Linked DNA regions of Triticum aestivum: region 1 is linked to region 2. A link is a contact called in public Hi-C data. All regions are on one chromosome and are shown on one strand. Each heading gives the region's core, a stretch centred on a gene start, on an enhancer-like site or on the middle of the called end of the contact. The rest is flanking DNA. Distances are from core to core; before and after follow the strand shown. Region 1 holds the start of LOC123092298 (inactive glucose-6-phosphate 1-dehydrogenase 4, chloroplastic). Region 2 holds the start of LOC123092294 (SNF1-related protein kinase regulatory subunit beta-1).

Region 1 (5,507 bases), core at 621-3,120, 870 kb after region 2:
CCGGCCCCATAAGACATAAGCGTGCCCTTCCAGCTACTTAGTTTCTTCTCAAATTGATCCTCTATGCGCTTCCATTCTGTGTTGGTTAGTTTTCGGTGATGAATTGAGATTCCCATGTACCTAAATGGAAGAGACCCCAACTCACAACCAAACATCTGTCTATAAATTTCCATTTCTTCCTTGGCGTGCCCAAAACAGAACAGTTCACTCTTGTTGAAATTAATTTTCAAACCAGACAGTTGCTCGAAAAGACACGAAACCAGTTTCATATTCCTAGCCTTTGCCAAATCATGTTCCATGAATATAACAACATCTTGTGTTGAGTGGTCTATCAATCTTCTTTGCACCGGAAGCTTAAGAAAGCCGTCATAAAAGACTAGGACCCTAGGAGGATACTTGGATGATGTCGTTCGATTTGTTACTCACTGATGTACTATAACGTTTTAGCTATAAACCATTTAACCTACGATTCGAAGGAATTTCATAGGATTTGTGGAGGATTTAAACCTGGGATAGGAAAAATTCCCGAGGATTGATTTGCACATAGTTTTGGAGGAAAATTTCTATCCACTCGAATCTCTTTGTATAACTTTTGTTTTTCTGTGGCATCATACACATATTGTTCAAATTAATTCATATGCTTTTTCTATTCCTATATTTTGAGAATCCTGCGAACAAAGAGGGCCCCCCAATTACGACTTCACGTGGTTTTCTAATTCTATATAGGATTTAAAACAGTTACAACTTTTTAACCTCCCAAGTCTCAACTCATCTTTTTTTAGAAACCCAGGAGTCTCTCCGCGGCTTAGTTGAATATCAGCAAAACATCCCCATTGATTGAAAAAATTTCACATGTTTTTTGAAGGATTTTGACTTTTTTCCCTTCATATTCTTGTGTTTTGAGAATCTATAAATCCGAGGCCCATAAATAGGTTCATGAAGAAAAACCAAAGCTACATGCCCATAGATAGGTCCACAAGCTCACGCAGGAGCATAGATCGATATACAGACACATCGTTAGATGTTGCTTCAACTAACAATCTACTCTCTCTGCATGGGCATAGTTTCCAAATCTGAGTTTGTTTTTGCGGGTTCCAAACCTGAGTTATGAGTGTAACTTTTGTATACTATTTTTGCACAACAACCGCTTCCCATTTACCTTTCAAATTTTGTCGATGATTGGATACACCTCGAAAACATTGATACCTTCTTGTGGCACTCAAAATATTATATTAAAGGTTGGTGGATCAATTTATTAGATGCCAACATTCCTCGTAGGAAAGTCTTGGTCTGTCTCAGGCAAGAGAAATGCCCGTGTCTTCCGTCACAAGAGCGCTCTACATCCAATCCTTCTAAGCTTAATTAAAGAGAAGGCCGTGCTTTGGACCAAAGCGGGGGCTAAGAAGTTAGGAAAATTTATATTGAGAGAGTAACACTAGGGTGTCTTTGTAACAATAAACTTTTTAATTAATAGACAAGGCAAAGCTCACGCCTATGTTTAAAGAAAAACAACAACAGTAGCGACTATGACAATAATATTTCTCATCTCCCTGCTTTTGATCAATACAAGTCAGCCATCTGCTGGATCTTTCAAAAAAAAAAGAGACAATAATATTTCTCATACGAATTCAATAGTCATCAACTTGTGTTTGTCAGAACCAAGAACTTGGACAGTGAAACTGCATCCCACGCTTCGAAACGGCAAAGCGATAGCTGATAGCGAAAAAGTTTAGCTCCCAGACGCACGCGTCCTTACACATGAGCAACGTTATTTTTAGACTTGCTGCTCTGTAAGCATTTCACAAAGCAAGGAGTTGGGAGTACTTTGTCACTTTCCGAGGGCTTTTTTGGCTGTAGTGCGAAATGTGCATCCCAACGGGGGCGGCTACAGAGCGTCGCTATCCACTCCCTCGTGATAACTGAAGCCGACGACACGTACGGCTAGCTACTGTGCGTGGCTGTCTATCACTATCACTATCAGATCAGCCGGGGCCTGACACGATCCTCGCACCGGCGTGAGACTAAAAAGAAGCGGGGCAGGACACGGCGGGCCGAGAAAGAAGCGCCAACGCCGAGTATGGTTACGACGGTCCTCGCCGTGACGGCTTCAGCAGCTCCAGCGCCGCCTTCGTTGGGGGCTGCGCGCTTCAGCCCGGTGAGTACTCCACCCGAGCTCCTGTGGTTGGCGGCCGTCGTGCCTTTCGGCCTCCTTCCACCCTTGTGGCGCGCTTGACCTGGTTGATAAAATGCCTTTACCAACTTGCTATGGTTATGGTGCTATGCTGGATTCTGTGACCATGGATGCGTCATGCGTCATTCCTACGGGCCAAGAGGAAGAGGGGCGGATGGAAGGGCGAGTGCTCCTGTCTGCTGCTATCAGGATGTTCGTTGAAATGCGTGTTTGAGCTTGTGATTCTTGTGGCCCGTTCTGGCGCCTGAGGCTGACGGAATACAGAGTCGTCCAAGCACCATTCTGCCCCATATTGCCTACAGATGATGCTTGCGTTTTATTTATTCTGCATCTGGTTCAATGACTGTCAGTGTCAGATGTCGTAGGCATGGACACATTAAGTGCTGATCACCGCTTGATGCTTCTGCATGTAGGTTGCAGGACCCGCCGTCAATTTTAGACCGCAAGTTTGTGGACTGAGATGTTGGATGGCTGCCAAGATGAAGCTGCAGAAGGCCCTGAGGAGCCACGGATGGCAAGTTCAGAGAAAGCTGGGAATTCGAGGGGACGGTCAAATTCCTGACTGCTTCGAGGTTGCATCACGGACTGGAAAGATAACTCGTCGGAATGTACAACCTGCTGATGGTTGGTATTCGGATACCACTTGCATTTTGCTACTTCGCATATATCTATCAAAATTATGTGATTCTTGGCCTATGATTCCCACGGTTTTTACTTTTTGCATGACACTGGTTTGTTTCGTGCCTTTGAAAGCTGCTTCTTTTTGGCAAATTTGAAAGTTACATTCAGTGTGCACCATTTCTGAAACATGGTAGGCACTAGCTTTCATCGTACTATCTTAGTACTGTCATTACAAATTTCTCTGTAATTATTTGCTTGCATCCAGATGCTTTCACACACACATTATTGTTTCCTTTTATGTAGAAACTGGAGGTAATAACTCGATCGATGACAAAAGTTCAATGCATCTGGGACTCAACCACTCTGAAGCTGATCGTCCTGTACTAGAGGAAGGCGTTGTTCTGTTTGATAACTTTGATGACCAACCTGAAAGTGTACCATCTCTTTGCATTGCTGTCATTGGAGCTACTGGCGAACTGGCAAGAAGTAAAGTCTTCCCAGCACTATTTGCTCTGTATTACAGTGGTTTTCTTCCTCAGGTATGAGCATAACATGTCATAACTTCTGCTTGCCTTCATTTTTATTCTTTTTTAGAACCATCTTTAGCAAACAAGCCTCAATCTTCAATCCTATATTTGTGATCAACCCGCTGAATCATCAATTTCTATTTAGGATTTTTTTTTCGAGAAAACGCAAAAGCCTTGCGTTTCTTTTCATTGAAAAGGGGGAGGTTCAGTTACAGACATCTGAGGATGTGTGGATTACAGCAGGTGGATTAATGCACATCCCAGGTTTGGGGCAGCACAAGTCGGAGACCAGGTGCCCCAGCTGCCGCCCATGAGCGGGCCTCGTCCTGAATGCTATCTAGGAGCGTGTTAAGGGATGGAGTCGTATTGTCGAAGACGCAGCTGTTCCTGTGTTTCCAGACCATCCAAGGCACGAGCAGCGCGACAGATTTCAGGGCCTTGCGAAGGATCGGCGGCGTGTCTTCCTTGGCATGGTTCCACCAATCCGTAAGCGACAGTTCCTGTGTTGGGATCGGGGCCGGTATGCGTAGCCAGGCCAGGGTCTCGTGCCATGCCTGTCGGGCTAGGGGGCATTCCAGCAGCAGATGTCGCATTGTCTCCGGTTGCTGGTCACATAGGAGGCAGCGGGGATGATACTGGAGACCGTGGCGCGCCAGCCTCTCTGCCGTCCAGCAGCGGTCCTGGTTGGCTAACCAGTGGAAGAACTTGACCCGCGGCGGCGCCCAACACTTCCAGATTAGCTTCCAGGAATGACAGCCCGTTGATCCATGGAAGGTGGCCGTGTAGCAGGACTGCGCGGAGTAGGTGCCACTCGCCGTCCATCTCCAGATCAACCTGTCCGGTGTGGTGGAGAGCTCAGTGCGCTGCATGATCTGCCAGAGCTGCAGATACTGACCAATCTCGTGGAGGCCGAGGTTGCCTTGGATGTCGCGTGCCCAGGAGTTGCCATTGAGTCCGTCCGCCACGGTTCTCGTCTTCCGTCGTCGCTTGGGGATGCAGCCGTAGAGGTTAGGCATGAGCTCGCGCACGGATTGGCCACCTATCCATCGGTCCTCCCAGAGCAGGGCGGTCTGCCCATTCCCAATGAGCGTGAACGTGGATGCCCAGAACAGGGCACGTTCCGTGGGCGAGAATTGAAGGTCCAACCCCTGCCATGCTCGCTCCGGGTCCGTTCTGGAGAACCATAACCAGCGTAGTCGCAGGGCGAGACCGGCGCGCTCGAGGTCTCGCACGCCCAGGCCCCCAAGCTCGATGGGGCGGCAAACTCTGTTCCAGTTCACGTGGCAGTGTCCGCCATTGGCAGCGGCGCGTCCAGCCCAAAGAAAACCACGCTGAATCTTCTCGATCTGCTTGAGAGTTTTTTTGGGGGGCGCGAACGCAAGCAGTTGGTGCACTGGGTTGGCACTCAAGACCGACTTAACCAGCGCGAGGCGCCCGGTTTTAGTCATCAGCCAGGCCTTCCAGGTCGGTAGGCGCGCTGCAACCGCATCAACCATGGGTTGTAGCTGGGCGGCAGATGGGCGGCGCGTGGACATGGGGATGCCGAGGTAGGTGATGGGGAGAGTCGCCACCGGGCAGCCGAGGTGCGCGATCATCTCCGTGGCTGCTTGGTCGCCGTGCAGGATGGTGGCGGAGCTCTTGGTGAAGTTCACCTTCAGGCCGGAGGCCCTGCCGAACAAGGCGAGGATCTCCCTGATCGCAGTGGTGTCATCCGCCGTGGCGTGGCAGAAGACCATGACGTCGTCGGCGTAGAGGGAGATCACCGGGATGTGGCGCCATGGGTGTAGCGGCTGCAGGATGCCCAGGCAGTGAGCGCGTCGTAGGAGCCGTCCCAGGGTGTCGACCGCGAGCACGAAGAGCTGCGGGGACATGGAGTCGCCCTGCCGGTGCCATATGGGTGGGCCGGGCTCGCCGTTCAGGAGGATGCGTGTGCTCGCAGAAGACAGGAGGATGGCCGTCCACTCCAAGAATCTGTTCCCGAATCCATACTGGCGTAGAACCTCAAAGAGGAATGGCCATGACAGGGAATCAAAGGCGCGCGTGAGGTCGAGCTTGAGCATGACTCTCGGAGCTCCCAATTGGTGCAGCAGCTTGAGTGACTGCTTGACAAGGACGTAGTTGTCGTGCAAGCTCCTTCCCGAGATGAAAGCATTTTGGTTGCGGCTAAC
Region 2 (6,416 bases), core at 2,066-4,565:
CCAGAACCCTAACAGAAAGCCTATAAATTCCTTGGACAACCCACACGGAGACATCATTCTCATGACTAACTTACACATCACCATTACAGTGCCTAAACTAACTATTAGGCAAGGGGCAAACGAAAATTCTTGAACTAACCAATCTGCTTCATGTTAACTTTTAATTAGAACAGAAAAAACCCATAAAAAGTCTGTACAATCAAACGGCCATTCAACAGTTTGCACATGATAGAACCTCCCTGTTTACTGTCCAAGTAGCATAGCTTATTCCGAAACGGTTTGCTGCTTAGGAGAAACCAATCAAGCTCGCACAAACGACTGCCAAAGTGAAACTAGGCAAGATAAACACAGCTGGTGTCTTCCCGCCAGTGGCGGAGACAAGGGGTGTGCGAGCAGGGGCCTGGCCGCCCCCCCCCCCCCCCCACCAAACGATCGAGTGAACGTGAAGTACGTACAATACAATTGACTACACATAGGCAGGTATGCAGAGAGCCCCTAGCTGACGCTCGCGTGCATCAAGAACACGAGCATTCCCGCAGAGCGCGATTGAATGGTCCGACCCATTTCCTGGCATCCAGCGAGGGAGTACTAAAAATTCCCAAAAAACAACGCTGTTTCGGGGAATCGAACTCCGAACCCCACGACAGAGAGTTAGCTTTCCTTACCACTTGCGCTGCTGCCTGATTGCTGTCAAAGGGCTGCATGAATTTCAAGAACTATATGTAGTGACAGATCCAAAAATAAAAATTCAACCATTGAACACTTTTAATATACGTTGAACATTTTTGTAAATATACTATGAACATTTCTAAAATACACATTGAACCTTTTTTGTGATATATGCTGAAAAATTGGAAAAATATATATTTAACATTTTTGTGATATACCCTGAACAATTTGAAAAATACGCACTGAACATTTTTGTGATATATGTTGAACATTTTTTTAAGTACACAATGAACATTTTCTTAATATGCAGTGAACATGTTCTTAAATATATGAACATTTTTGTAATATGCGATGAACTCTTGTATAGTACACAAGAAAGGAAGAAAATTTAAAATAAACAGAAGAAGCACAGGCTGTTCATCGTATTAAAGTATTAAGGTAAAATGCAAAATGAAACATTTCCTTGATGTAAAAGAGAAAGAGAAAGATAAAACTAGAAAGAAACAAAATAACGTAAAAGAACTAGAAAGAAAAACCGAAAAGATCAAACAAAACAAAAAGGCAACAGAAGAAAACCAAACCAGCAAGAAGCACGCTCTGCCGCGAACTGGGCTGGCCCACCCGCATGCGCTTCAGCAGTTTGACGCACGCGGGAGTCAAATAGGGTTCGCCAGGTACGCATGTATTCGCCCCCCCCCCCCCCCCCCCCCCCAATCAGATTACCCGAACATCAATATTGGTAGAAAGAAAAAAAGGCCCGTGTGAAAAAAGCCCACTAGTAGGCCGGTGGGTATTGCCTCTAGTCAGTCCCCTAGCTTCCATCGTAACTGCAAGTTCATAATTACCGTATACATGGGATTAGTCGCCGCCACCGTTCCAGTTTTCGACGCCCTCTCCCCGGATCGCCTCTTGCCCTCTCACCCAGTCGACCTGCTCCAGTCGCCCTGCTCTGCTCGGCTTCTCCCAGGACCCAAGCGTGCTGCCCTGAGTGCTCTCGAATTCTCAATCAGCAGATCTGATTCACATGTTCAGGTATTTGGCTGCTGCACCTGTCAATTCTTCCCGCTTCAACCAACGAACGGAAATGTTGATTCTCATCCTGTATCACTGTCGAATTGATGCTCCAATTTTTATTTTATTTTTGGTAATTTGGTTGTGTAATTTGTGACTATGGTCTACGATTCTATGAAGAGTTCCCATCTTCCAAATGTCCACAATTATCATGATAGTTCTGTACTGTGTGTGTGGGTCAGTTCTTATTTTTGTGATGCAAATTGTCTACTATCTTGTATTAGTTCCTATCTGTGATGCAATTTTTTATGTGATTATGTCAAACTTCTACACTTCTACAGTATGTTAATTCTCCATGACTCCATTCCAATCCGCATGCAGCAGCTATGAAGAGAAAAGCAGGGCCAAACACCATTAAAATTCTAGCCCGCTTATTTATCAAGTCAAGAATTAGCTTAGTTGGAAATTCAGCTACCTCATTTTCAGCGTGTGCAACCATCCAGAACTGATGACTTTGCCATCTAGTGCAGGTTTAACAAAAGGACTAGTTAAAACAGGTAAATCTTCTTCATATCCAATAGTTGACGGGTTGCTACAACTAGTTATCACTCTCCCAGTCTCATCGGCAACGGCAGAGTGGGCTTTTTCGTCTATGAAAATTGTGAAAACAGGTCTTCGAAATAAAATGGGAGACGATTTGCTTCGCCATTGCATGATAATTTACATAGAAAAAATTTAGCAGCTAAGATAGCTTCTGATGAAATTTATTAATATTTTTGATCTTATTGGCAATCATAGAGGCCAATTTAAATTAATGGAAATGTAATGGTAGCAAAACTTTGTTCTATATGATTATTTTTGTACTGGATATTTTTTCTTTACTTGGCTTGGCTTGCCCGGCTCCGCCCCTGCTTCCCGCATTGTCATTACAATCAATAATACTAAGATGGACTAGCAGCAAGTAGGTTTGTGCTTCTTTGCCCTATTCTCGCGCAGGGATCAAACAGTTTATCCACAGAAAGGGCAGCATTAGCTAAAGTGAATTTGGAAGACACAGAGCCATTTCCAGATCGCGACCAGTCCTCGCCTTGGGACCCTAAGCCAACCAACCAACCAACGAAATCAGTGGAACCTCCACATCTCGAGAGCACATACGAGCACCAGCAGGGGAGAAACTAGGCATCCGAACCGAACCAAACTCTGTAGCAGTAGAGCGAGCAACAAAATGGAGAAGAGGGTGCGGGATCTGGTGATCTGACCTGGGGCACGAACATCCGCGGCGAGAGGGAGCGGCCGGGGCTCACGGGCGGCGATCCGGGCCCGCCGCTGGCCCCCACGACGCCCACTGAGCACGCACGGCGCACGTGGTTGGCGCCTCCGCCGTAGGGAGGGAAGCCGCGGGCCGAGGAGTCGTCGCCTCCGTCCTCGACGTCGACGTCGGCGGCGTCGGCCTCCCCGGGCGCGGCGGCGTCCTCCTCCCTGCCGCTGGCGTTGCCCATGGCCTCCTTCCCTCCTCCTCCTCCCCCCGCCCCCGCGGCGGCGAAATCACGGAAGTGCCACTCACTGCGTTGTGGCGCTGCTGTTGCGCGAGGGGGCAAGGAAGACGAGCGAGAGAGAGAGAGAGGGAAGGAGAGGGAGAGGGATGGCTGCGCCCGTTTGGTCGCGTAATTAAGCGCGTGCCGCTCGCTACCCCTTGCCCGGGAAGCGTGCACCCGGCGCTCGTGGGTTGCACTTGCACCGTCACCGTCGCGTCGGCCCCACGTGGCCCGCCTGCCGGTCGGTGCAGGAGGGTGTAGCGCACGGAGGGGCGTGTTTGGTGATATGTACGTGACGTGGAGCGGGGCCCTGGTCACGGCGCGCACGTTCGGCCGTTGGGGAGAGAGAGGAGCCTGAACCTGAACCTGGATCGGGCGCCGGCTCCCTGGACCCGAAATCCGGCATCCATCGCTGCGATCTCATTGGCGTGTTGTCTTGGGAATCCTTTGCGTTGAAGAACGAGAATCGTGAAAGGGATGGATTCGTGTCAAGGAACAATGGTAGGTGAAGGATTAGCCTTGTTGCGTTTGCCGTCGCGAGTATCACCCGGACTTTTTTTTTTCAACATCAGTACATGCACAAACGCTTATATACACGCGCATACACTCATCCCTATGAACGCACACGCGCACACCCTACCCCTATGAGCGCCTCCGAAAGACTAAGCCGGACATATCATTTTGAGATTTTTGAAGTCACCGTAGGCGTCTCATCGTCGACGGGAACGTCTCCTCCCACTGAACGCGCATCGCCGGAAGTCCTGAAAATAAATCCAGGAATAAATGCGAGCACCAGGATTTGAATCCTGGTGGGCTAGGGATACCATAGTCCCTCTAACCATCGACTTGAAAGGGTTAGACGCGCTTTGCTGCGCCGTTGGTGTTGTTGGGTTTCTTAAAAAACATACTCGCTCTATTTTAAAATATTTCTTTACAAATCTAATCATACAGATTTGATATATTTGGATTAGATTCATCATGAAATGAATTTATCATATTTTTTGTTTAATATTGTGGATGTCGATATTTTTCGCTCTGAACTTGATCAAAAGTGAAAGAAATCTGAATGTTTTTCGCTATGGTATCACATGGTGACGCTTCTTTTTTCTTAGTGATGGGAGGGTATGCGGGATTGATATGTTTTTATAGGGCGGTTGTTGTTGATTGATTTAAAAAATGTTTAATGGGCAAAATCATAAATCCAATCCGAAAATGAATACCACAATTCAATGAAAGAGTTTTGAAATTAGAAAACATAGGAAAGTAAAAGAATTGAACGAGAGAGGTCAAATTATTGACCCGGTCAAAATCGGTTGACCCAATTTTAAATTGACTACCTTAATTAATTGTGAGGCCTTAAAAATTAGAAAGTGTATGTATGATATAAAAGAATTGAATGAGAGAAATTTGATAAATTGTTGACCCGGTTAAAATTAGAAAACCCAATTCTAATTGAAGACCGCAATTAAATGTGGCCTCTTTAAAACTAGAAAGCTTAGTGTTATAAAGGATTTCAGCGTTTGTGGCTATCATTTGATGAATAAAGTTTATGATGCTAAAAAAAGGATTCCAGTGTTTGTCGTGCCACTGCAGGAAATTTGGCAACACTGTCGTCGTTCATTTTATGTAGGTTGCGCCTCATCTAGAGCTTGGATTTGCGTCGCCGAATCATGGACCTTTTTTATTTGATGTAAGTAGGACGAGAGACGACCTACCAACACTAGTTAATTAAGCATTCTCAAAAAAAAAAAACACTAGTTAATTCGGCCAAAAGAACACTAGTTAATTAGTTATGCGCTCGGCATGCCTTAACACGAAAATGGTACTACTCCACATCGACGTGCGATCCATCTCTGCCAACACTACTCAGCTCCTTCTTCGAGTCTTACCTTCAAAAGGAAACTCCTTAATCGAATCATCGGAATCGATCGCTGATACAGATGGATCCGGCCACCGTTGAATTATCTAACAACACCGGCAAAGAGTGTAAAATAACATAAAACTAATGCAATTCGGGTTAGGGATAACCATTAAGTCTAGACAAATAAATTACAATTCTCTTTCGACTGCCTCTAAGAGCATCTATGGAGCCTCAGACCCTTCTCAAATGCCAGGACGGACTGATCGGTCACAAAAAAGAACCCACTCAGGCGCCTCAAATTATCCTCAGACGTCCGGACTGTCCGGCACCCATCATATCTGACCCAAATATGGGACGGATATGGGACGGCCGGGCTCGTCCGCCACGTCAGCCCGACCCACCCCGACCCAACATGTATCCCTTGTGATGAACCCTAGACCTCAATTCACTCCACTCTCTCTGTCCTCTCCTCTTCCCAATTCGTTCTTTCTTCTTCTCATTCGTCGTCTCCTCTTCCCAATCTGATCATGGCGAACGACATCAGCGGCTCCGGCTCCAATGGCGACGAGAGCGACGCCGATACGGTCGCTCTCGGAATGCTTTGCGCCGCTCCCGTCTAGATCAGGGCGCCAATAGCGGAGGCGGCTACTACTTGTGAGCTACATTGGGATTTCCCCAAAGAGGAGAGGATAATGCAGTACAGTAGCAGAAAGTATTTTTCTCAGTTAAGAACCAAGGTTATCAATTCAGTAGGAGAACCACGCAAAATCTCATGAACAGTTCCTACACACAAGATAACAAATACTTGCACCCAATGCAAATCAAAGGGTTGTCCCTTGACGGTTAATTACAAGGATCAAATCTCGTACTCACAGATAGATAAAAAAACACAAAATAAAATAACGGTAAATAAACTACAATAAAGTATTTTTGAATTTTAATATATGATAAAGATAAGCCATGTGGCCATAATTTTCACTAAAGGTTTCTCTCTCAAACAAAAAGCATACGGCGGGTAAACTAATTACTGTTGGGCAATTAATAGAAAAGCGCATAATTATAACGATATCTAAGGCAATGATCATGTATATAGGCATCATGTCCGAGACAAGTAGATCGACTTCTGCTTTCATCTACTACTATTACTCCACACATCGACCACTATCCAGCATGCATCTGAAGTACTAAGTTCATAAAGAACGAAGTAATGCCTTAAACAAGATGAAATTATGTAGACAAAGTAAATCCAATCAATATAAATAAACCCCATCATTTTATCCTTATTGGCAACGGTACAAATACGTGACATGTCCCTTTCTATCACTGGGATTGAACACCGC

What was found. Hi-C and Micro-C count contacts between places; a contact is called where the count stands out from the background.
Region 1: a contact with region 2 is called in a Hi-C map of leaf, with 5 times the contacts expected there. The contact joins the promoter of LOC123092298 here to the promoter of LOC123092294 in region 2. A contact is called at or near these places in 3 of 5 Hi-C or Micro-C datasets (all in leaf).

Annotation. Positions count from the first base shown.
Region 1 is chr4B:390,794,316-390,799,822 of IWGSC CS RefSeq v2.1, forward strand. LOC123092298 (inactive glucose-6-phosphate 1-dehydrogenase 4, chloroplastic) reads left to right here and starts at 1,871. Exons shown (of 12, transcript XM_044514028.1): 1 at 1,871-2,155; 2 at 2,605-2,815; 3 at 3,116-3,351. The coding sequence starts at 2,078.
Region 2 is chr4B:389,924,200-389,930,615 of IWGSC CS RefSeq v2.1, forward strand. It overlaps LOC123092294 (SNF1-related protein kinase regulatory subunit beta-1), which reads right to left and starts at 3,316. Exons shown (of 4, transcript XM_044514019.1): 1 at 2,940-3,316. The coding sequence starts at 3,179.